Regions from separate parts of the Mus musculus genome. Here all the other regions are linked to region 2. Evidence: chromatin contacts called from public Hi-C and HiChIP or PLAC-seq data. All regions are on one chromosome and are shown on one strand. Each heading gives the region's core, a stretch centred on a gene start, on an enhancer-like site or on the middle of the called end of the contact. The rest is flanking DNA. Distances are from core to core; before and after follow the strand shown. Region 1 has its middle 55 kb from the start of Gm24415. Region 2 holds the start of Alg10b (asparagine-linked glycosylation 10B (alpha-1,2-glucosyltransferase)). Region 3 has its middle 76 kb from the start of Alg10b.

Region 1 (2,818 bases), core at 241-2,740, 110 kb after region 2:
TCTGATTTTGAGCTATACTATACTATGTTATTGTGGCAACGAGTTTACAGTTTCCTCTGCTATTGTGTCTCCCACTTTCTCATTCTTCCTCTGAATGTATAATTTTCGTGTAGGCAGGAAGAGTCTGCTGAAATAAATAAAAAAAAAAAAACCTCACAGTATAATTTATTGGCTGAGATAATTTATATACCAAAGAACACAAATGTGTGACAGCTACAAATGGCTGTCCTCCCTGCTTGCCTTTGGGACATAAGATGTGGCAATATGAAAGAGCCTACATTTTACCCTTTCTTACCTGTCATAGAGCTCTGAGAACAGCATCCTTACAGAGCACAGGCTTTACTCCAATAATGGTTTCAACGAGGGATGTCCCCACAGTCTCGGGCACTGGAACAGCTAGTCCCGAGCTGATGGCACTGTTTGGGGGTAGGGGGGAGATTAGCTGGTGCAGCCTTTCTGGAGGAAGTATGTTACTGAAGATGGAATCCTTTCTTCATGCTTACAGCTGAGGATGTGAGTTCAAAGCCTCAAGCTCCAGCCTCTATGCCATTGCTATCCCATGCCATCTGTCTCTGTCACAGTGGTCCCTAACTGTCTGGGACAATGAGGCAAATAATTTTCCTTCTGTGAATTTCCCTGGTGTACTTGTTTCAATAAAATGGTCCCCACAGACCCATAGGGAGTAGCACCGTTGGGAGGTGTGGCTCTGTTGGAGTAGGTGTCGCTTTCATCTAGGAAGTGTGTCATTGCTGATGGAATTAGAAGTTTCAGATTCTCAACCAGGACCCAGTCTCTCTCTCTCTCTCTCTCTCTCTCTCTCTCTCTCTCTCTCTCTCTCTCTCTCTCTCTCTCCCTCCCTCCCTCCCTCCCTCCCTCCCTTCCTCTCACCCTTTTGCTTGCAGTTCCTGATGTAGAACTCTCAGCTACCCATCCAGCACCATGTCTATATGCATGACATTACGCTTCTCACCATGTTAATAATGGACTAAACCACAGAACCTATAAGCCAGTCTTAGTTAATTGTTTTCCTTTATAAGAGTTGTTGTGGTCATGGTGTCTTTTCAAGGCATAAGAAATCCGAACTTAGGTGCCTGGTCATGGTGTTTTATAACTGGAACAAAATAATGGTTATGGATGTGATCATTTGCTCTAAGTTCCTGTTGCCTTCACTTCCTTGACACGATGAGCTGTTCTTAGAACCAAACACCAGAACAGACACTTTCTCCCTTAATTGGTTGTGTCAGGGTGTTTTATCATCAAAGCAGGAAAAGGATCCAAGACAATATGAAGTGCTCAGTGTTTGAGAAATATGCACTGCTACACATTGTTGACGCCAAGATCCCCAGCCATTCTTCCCACCCTAGGATTTCTTCCTTGCTGACTAACTTTCTCTTAGGGAAGCTAAAAATATTGAACAATTGCCTATCTAGCTTTTCATTGTATCAGGAAATGTGACTCACTTCTGGCCACAGGGATCTAAAAGGGAGTCTGACTCAGCAGCGGAACACAGACAGAGACTTCCTCTACCCCTGGACACTGTTCCTCTGCCCTCTGCACACTATGTGGAAACCACTTTTTGGCATTAAATTGATGATTGGGCCAAGGTAAGTGATGCTGAATCCAGAGAGTCTACCACTCTGCAGACTGCTGGGTGGGGCCTGAAGTGTGGATCATTCCTGGGGTTAAAGGGGGATTTTGGGTTTTACCAGGTGAAAAGCAGAGAAGGTAAGATTGGAGGTCTGGATCAGAGACCTATTTCATTAGAATCAAGAGTATTCATTTTCTGTCTGCTTTAATACCCATGCGCTCAGTGTGTAATTGGATAAGTTTTGGACTCATGATGCCTTTATCACAATTATGATATATAAGCCCCTCATCATCCCCAAATATCTATTACTGCTATTCTCTTTGTTCTTTTAGTTTTCACTCTGACCACACTTCACCACCTAGATTCTAGTGGTTCTCAACCTTCCTAAGTCTGAGACCCTTTAATACAGTTCCTCAAGTTGTGGTGACCCCCCACCCAACAGTAACATTATTTTCTTTGCTACTTCATAACTGTAAATTTTCTACTGCTATGAACAGTGATGAAAATATCTGATTCGCAGGATATCTGATATGTGACCTCTGGGAAAAGGTCATTTGATTCCCCCTCCCCCCACCCCACCAGAAGGTTTGGGACCCACAGGTTGAGAACCACTGGCCTAGAGGGTGTTTTAAGCTAAATATTAAGTTCAAAATATACCGTGTGTTAAGACGCTGATGATAAAAACAATAGAATGGAAAAGATATTAGAAACACAAATCAAATTTGGACCAACAAAAACAAGACATGTATCTATGAGATAAACAGCATGCCCAATGAGGAGGCTGGAAGAGGCTTGGTCCTGCAATGGAAGAGGCTCTGCCTTACATTCGGGGGAAAGTTATAAATTGGACAAAACCTGTTACTTCACCGATGACACTGTAACAAGTGTGAGTTTGATGGTTATGTTTCTGAAATGTTAAAACATAAAGTTGCGTAGACTTTTTATAAAAAAATAAAAAATAATCTGCTCCTCCTCATTACACATTTGCATACAGATGAGGATGGCCTTGCTGTCCCTCCTGGCTGCTGACATTTAGACAAAGCTCGTTTTGCCTTGAGGCCTGTGGTCTGATTCTCCTCCTCAGGGGGATCAGGGTCCATAGCTCAACCATGAAGAAATGAAATGATCCATCTTTCAAGATAACATGGTTGTGAATACATAAAAATCCTAAGACTGTTACCAACATGCTATTAAAACTAATAGACAAATTCAGCAAGGTTGCAAGGCATA
Region 2 (3,077 bases), core at 467-2,966:
AGAATTTAAATGCAAGTATCTTCTAAACATGAGTAGAGAATTTCCACTTAGGTTTGAAAAACAGACACCAACACTCTAACTGGTAGACATTTTCTTCCGTAACTTATAAAGCCAATTCCTCACTGTGGACTTTAGTGCACGGAAACTTGTTGTAACTGTATCCTGCACATACCTTGTTTCTGGGTTGCACCTTCCTGAAGAGCAAATACAGCAAGTAGAAGTTGCCAACGCTGAAGAGAAGATTGACAAATCTGAGCACCCCAATGGAGCAGATCACATGCTCAGACCATCCAAGGAGCCAGCTGGCAGGTTTGACCACACCGACCGACACCAGATACAGGCCAGGTAATGTAGTGATCATAGGATCCCACTTAGAAAGAAAAGACCACCAGTCAAGCACAGCAAGAGTTATCCCATTGATATAAAATGCCAAAAAAAGATAAATAAATAAATAATCAAGTTTCATTTGTCCTAATAATGAAGAACTTGGAGAGGATCGTCTATGACATAATTAATAAATCCTGGCAGACTAGACATCTCTTAAGTTTTATTTTTAAGATGTAGTGTGTGTGCCATGCACCTGAGTATACTTATTTGCAACATCTGCATGCAGGTACCCGAGGAAGCCAGAAGGTGGCACTGGATCCTCTGGACCTAGAGTCACAGATGGTTGTGAGCAGCTCACTGTGGTAGAAAGAAGTCTGGTAGCCTTCTCCAGGACAACAGCAAGAGCTCTCAACCACTGAGCTACCACCCCAGCCCCATTTTAAGAACGTTTTGCTCCCTGTCTCAAATCTGTCTGCCATTATTAAGGTGACAACAACCAACAGACAGTAAGTTATTCATTTCTACTTCCTAAGGCTTGCTCTTTAGAAAATGCATATTCTGCGACTAAATTGTCCAGGTCCCAATTTTACAAACTACCAGGCAAACAATAATGAGAACTCTGGTGGATCTTAAGATTCTTTGCACTGTGCATATTTCTGTAGTCAGATATGTATTTTTTTAAATGATGCAATCTGACTAGTTGCCAATTTAATCCAGACAACAGTAAGTTTCTACGACCAAGAATGAAGTTAGAATAAAACTATCAACTTTTGGGGGGCCCTAAGATCCTCCACTCCGCGTTCAAAATACCGGGTGGAAAACCTCATAGGTTAAGCTTTAGGTAGTTTTTAATGCATGTTCAAGGGAGCACCTGCATGTCTCTAGTGCTAGGGCTTAGTTAGACAAATCGGTCAACTGCCAAGAGGAGCTATCATCTTTATGCATTCACCTAACAAATATGCCATAATCTCGAGGCTAGGTACAGTCACTAGGCAGCTCCCTTCACGGTTTAAGTCTGGGAGGGCTGACGGGGAGAGGAAAGGCACAGGTTGGGAGGATCCGTCCCGGGGGCAGGGCCAGCAGAGACCAACCTGCGACAGGGAGAAGCGGCCCTCGCAGTACCGCTGCGCCTGCGGCAGGTGGAAGATCTCGTCCATGTACGGCTCCCGCAGAGCGCGGCTGAAGGCGGAGAAGAGCAGGCAGGACACCAGGAAGGTGCAGCTCAAGGCGGCCGAGAAGTAATAGCCCTCCAGCTGCGCCATGGCGGGCGGGCGGGCGGGCGGGCAGCCGCGTCCCGGGCCCAGCCCTGGGCAGCCCGGAGCGCCGAGCCCGGAACGCGGGCTCAGAGGCCCAGCGCTGCGGGACGAGGGACAGCAGGGAACAGGACGCAACGCAATGGATGCTGGGAGAGCGTCGGACGGAAGCGTGGGGGGGGGGGGGGTCACCGGTTCCGGAGTGGAGCATTTATGCAACGACGGGACGGTTTCTCTGTCAATCACTGCTCGCAGCTCTCAGAGTGGCCAGAGGCTGAGGGAGGGGCGGGTCTGGGCTCGGGCGCGGGAGCTGTTGTAGGTGATGCTGCCGCCGCCGCTAGGCTCTGGAAAAGAAGGGTGTCTTGTGTTGTCTGTTGCTCTCCAGAAGGCGATGAGTGGTCCCAGCTTTCTAACCTCCAAGCTCCCAAACTGCATTCGTTTGCGGTTATCCCTGTTCTCCATTGCCAGTGAGATGAGACGCTAAAACCATCATTACAATGCTTTTCCTCTCATCGTCTCTGGCTGATAATGAAGGTTGATGCTTTTTAGATGGAAACATACAACCAGCCCTTCGCTTCAGGGCGACTTTCCCTTTTGAAGAATCTATTCGTTTACAGGGCAATATTTTCCTGGTGCCTGGTGAGGAGTTGGGGCATTTGTAGGTGAGGAACACTCCTCCGTGAATATAATTTTAGTTGCTATTGCCGTGAGTGGTGGCTCACACTTGTACTGGCCCCATTTGAGAGGCTGAGGCAGGAGGATTGTTCCCAGTTCTAGATCAGCCTGGGACACTGTAAATGTCGTCCTTAAAAATAGGTAATAAATAGTCATTAATATCTGTCTCTGTTGGAGTACGTTTCCCTTATGCATCTTAATGTGTGGTGCGATGGAGTATTTATGTGTGTAGTCTCAAAAAGTGCTCACATGTATGAAGTTGAGGGCTACGGAGACTTCAGATAACCCCTTTATTGTGAGATTGGAATTGAGACTGACGGTGGAAGATATTTGAAGAAAGCTGAAGACAAAGTATGTTTTCAGCATGGTTGGTGATGCTTTGTAGGAAAAGCTTCTGGAAAATTCGGGTTGATTTTGCCAGCAGCACATCATATAGCAGCTGAGATTGCTTTTAAATTGTCAACCTTGGAATCAAAAGAAACTGGGTATTCTACTAGTTCTCCTCGACTATTAGAAATAACCAGAATTAAATTACGTTAGGATTCATGATGACGTTTCTTAACTCCCTCCACCCTTTACATCCTCTTTGATTACAGAGAACACGTTACACTTACCAATTTGAGACCATTCCCAGATAATTTAGTCTACAATTGACCTCAGGCCCAGTGGGCTTGCTCAATCATGGCCAGTGCATACCATAGAAGCTTCTGGCCCTTGCTAGATATGATGGATAAAGGGAAGAGCACAAGGCTGCCTTCCTATGCTAGACATTCTCGTCAGAATAATTGCCACTAAGAACTTGGTTGGACATCCAACTCCTTT
Region 3 (2,952 bases), core at 185-2,684, 76 kb after region 2:
AATTATCCTCCCCACTCCTACCTTGATAGAATTGCCTAACATCAACAAGCCCTGCTGTGAAGATGTTTTGTTAGCAGAGAGAGCTGAGCTCATGAAGAGAGTGGCTGTTTGGCTCAAAGGATGGTCCTGCACAACACAAGTCATTCCTTGGGCTCTTACATTCTTCCTACCCTTGATCTTCTGCAATAGTCTGTGAGCCTTCCAGGGGGCTGGATCCAGCTGCTTTGTCCCACCCAGGATCAAGGTAGGAATGAAGCCTTGCTTTCCACCGCTTTATCTGGTGTTCAGGCTGATTTCCTAGGTGCAAGAGGCTTTTGTTTGACACAGTAGCTGTAGGCACAGTTGGTGTTTTCCCATCCACCACCACTGGCTGCTGGGGGAGGCTGTGGTTGGGAAAAACACTTCCATCTCTAGCGTATCTTCCGCAGGAGATAAATGGATAACTGTACTCTGTTTAGTCTAAGGAGATAATTACTTACTTCTGGGATAGTCTTGAGTTTCGGCATCTGCCCTGTATTATCAACAATGCCTTCTGTGAATGGCTCTTCAAGCCTTTAACGCCTTCCAGAAATTCATTAGCAGATTTTTCGGATTTCCGTTGGATTTTTGGTTTTTGTTTGTTTGTTTTGCCTTAGGAACATAGATTTGTCACAAATCTTGCCATATAGACAGTTTAGTAACTCAGATAGATCTCTTCCTTTGCTTTGCTTTTTCTGTGGACAGCTCTCCAACTTTATGGTTAGAGTTTATATTTAGATCTAAGTCACTTAGCACTGCCAAAGCCTTTCCTACTTTATAAAAATCTTACCCCCACAGAAAATGGCTCATAAAAGGCACTAGCGCTCCATTACAATCTCAGGGTCTTTGGTGAATCCAACTTTCTTAAACTCTGGTGTTACAGTCTAGGGGTCTTAGTGGGGTTTGTTTTCTCTGCCAGATAAAGGATTAAAAGGCAGGGGAAATCTCAAGCTGGACAGAGAGCAGTAGAAAACTCTCAAACCCAGCAAACAAGAATCAGCAATAAACATCTTTATTCAAAGAATAAAGATCTTTGAATAAAGATGTTTATTGGAAGTGAGGAAACACATATATAGAGAAGGCAGAGAGAGAGAGAGAGAGAGAGAGAGAGAGAGAGAGAGAGAGAGAGAGAGAGAGAGAGACCCTCCACAAATGAGAGAGGAGCTTGGGAAGCCAAACCCTAGTCTCTTCTCAAAAAAGTCCAGGCTGTGATTTTTGAGTTTCTGAAGTGTCTTCCTCTCTAAATTCAGAGTTGGTGAACTTGAATTGTTATGGGAATATCTTCTTGAACTCACTGAACTGGTGCATCAGCAGGGGGTCTATTGTCAGAAGAAAAATCCCATAAGGCCTTTGTTTTGCAGTGCCAGGCTTTTGTCTCAGGTCAGTAAGGAAGAAGCCAGCCATCTTGGAAGTTATCTGCCTTTATTACCTAGTCATGACCCCTTCCTCCTATCTGAGGCTATCTGTCTAATCCTAGTCCCTCAGTGCCAGTGAGTGTCTGCTACATCCAAGGTAGGGCTAAATCTGCTTGGACAAAAGGCTGAAGGTTCAGGACTCAGAATGCAAATGATGGGAACAACTTTCTCATACTCCCTTTAAATCGAGAGCAGTGTTTTATACATTGGCAATGATCTGGTTTAAAACCGGAATTATTTAAATGTCTGAATAACTAAAGGGTGTCATTTCTTCTTAGAAGAGGTAATGCAAAATTCTCATGGGTGGTGAGTATGCCAACAACACTTAGTACTTACTAAAGTCAAAGACACCTTGTTGGACAATCCTGTTGGGAAAGATGGATGGAGGAAGGAACCCTCCTACAATGTAATTATAGTTTCAAAGAAGTAAGGACTTGTTTTCATGCCCCAGACTTTTTAATCATAAATGATTTTTTCTTTTTTTTTCTTTTAGTAAAAGATTATTATTCTGACTGTTGAGATACGTATTTGCCACTCTTAGCAGACATTAGACAATTGTATTTATAAGTTTGACAAGAGGTTTTAGAAACTGGTTTGAGAATCTATAATTGGCAAATGTAATTCATTTTTTTTTTCTGGCTCCTCTTTCCTTTTCATAATAAGATTTTTTTTCCCTGTAAATAACTTCCTTAACTGTGTTTTGCCTTTCTTAGTCAGTGCTGTCACTGTGACCCAACCTCCTGTTAGGTGGAGAGGCCCTGGGGTCAGGCAATATTCACACCAGCCAGGGTCCCATTGTTATTTCTTTCCCTGCTGTTAGTCAAGGCTGGAAATAAAGAGAAAGGGCAATTACACCTGCACATAGACAGAGAAGGCATATTTCAGTGATACAGGGAGGAAGTTAAATTAATAAAGCTAAAACTTTAGAAAAATAGAAAAGAACTTTAAAGGCAAAAACATTTCATTCGAAAAATGTTTCTTTTTCTTTCTCCCTGCCCACTTTCCTTTTCTCTCTCTTCCGTACTCTCTCTCTTTCTCTCCCCTGCTTCTTCCCTCTGTCAGGTTTTACAATTTTTTTCTTGTTTCCTAAGGAAAACCATCCTATACTCGTTCTGTACCACCTCATCTATAACTGCATTCACTCAAACAGAGAGCGGTGTAGCCGGGTTTATGATTATGATGTATAGCTTTCTGTTGTTATTGGCGATGCTGCGAACAAGAAACTCTCTTGTTTCTTGTGTGAAGAAAAACTCCCTAACAAAGCTATATCTGCAGAAACTGATTAGGCGTCCAATCAGGTGAAGAGACTGGGTGGAGTGTTCGGTTCCGGAGGCTAATCACCTTATCTTGGGCTAGTTCTTGCCCTCGGAAACGCCATTCCTTACCCAACTCTGTGTTGACTATGAGGCCGTCTTATAATCTATTTAGCAGACCACTAGCATCTACCAATCTAAACACTGAGAGCACCATAAAGAGCATTGTGAAACTACAGAAAAGCCTCTCCCATCTCTCTGTACCC

Evidence for each region. A called contact is a pair of places that touch in the nucleus more often than the background predicts. HiChIP or PLAC-seq counts read pairs in DNA pulled down with a chosen protein or histone mark.
Region 1: a contact with region 2 is called in an H3K4me3 HiChIP or PLAC-seq map of bone marrow-derived macrophages, with 2.6 times the contacts expected there. The contact joins the enhancer-like site here to the promoter of Alg10b in region 2. A contact is called at or near these places in 7 of 39 promoter capture datasets (cranial neural crest, embryonic stem cells, hippocampal neurons and 2 more), 28 of 484 Hi-C or Micro-C datasets (bone marrow-derived macrophages, cerebral cortex, cortical neurons and 3 more), 3 of 115 datasets of contacts at active chromatin or transcription factors (bone marrow-derived macrophages, embryonic stem cells and stem cell-derived neural progenitor cells) and 1 of 9 other capture datasets (macrophages).
Region 3: a Hi-C map of embryonic stem cells shows a contact between it and region 2, with 3 times the contacts expected there. The contact joins the enhancer-like site here to the promoter of Alg10b in region 2. A contact is called at or near these places in 2 of 484 Hi-C or Micro-C datasets (both in embryonic stem cells), 3 of 115 datasets of contacts at active chromatin or transcription factors (bone marrow-derived macrophages and embryonic stem cells) and 2 of 9 other capture datasets (adipose tissue and embryonic stem cells).

The regions. Positions count from the first base shown.
Region 1 is chr15:90,108,298-90,111,115 of GRCm38.p6, reverse strand. No RefSeq gene overlaps it. Among named protein-coding and RNA genes, the nearest start is that of Gm24415, 55 kb to the right of the region's middle. Within about 2 kb of position 1,490, at least 13 of the 459 cell types and tissues checked have an H3K27ac peak or open chromatin away from gene starts, as enhancers often do. A contact at or near this core is called in bone marrow-derived macrophages and trophoblast stem cells, where this site is marked.
Region 2 is chr15:90,222,950-90,226,026 of GRCm38.p6, reverse strand. Alg10b (asparagine-linked glycosylation 10B (alpha-1,2-glucosyltransferase)) reads right to left here and starts at 1,716. Exons shown (of 3, transcript NM_001033441.3): 1 at 1,419-1,716; 2 at 173-370. The coding sequence starts at 1,589. It overlaps Mir7648 (microRNA 7648), which reads right to left and starts at 1,667; the gene lies at 1,615-1,667.
Region 3 is chr15:90,147,258-90,150,209 of GRCm38.p6, reverse strand. No RefSeq gene overlaps it. Among named protein-coding and RNA genes, the nearest start is that of Alg10b, 76 kb to the left of the region's middle. Within about 2 kb of position 1,434, at least 5 of the 459 cell types and tissues checked have an H3K27ac peak or open chromatin away from gene starts, as enhancers often do. A contact at or near this core is called in embryonic stem cells, where this site is marked.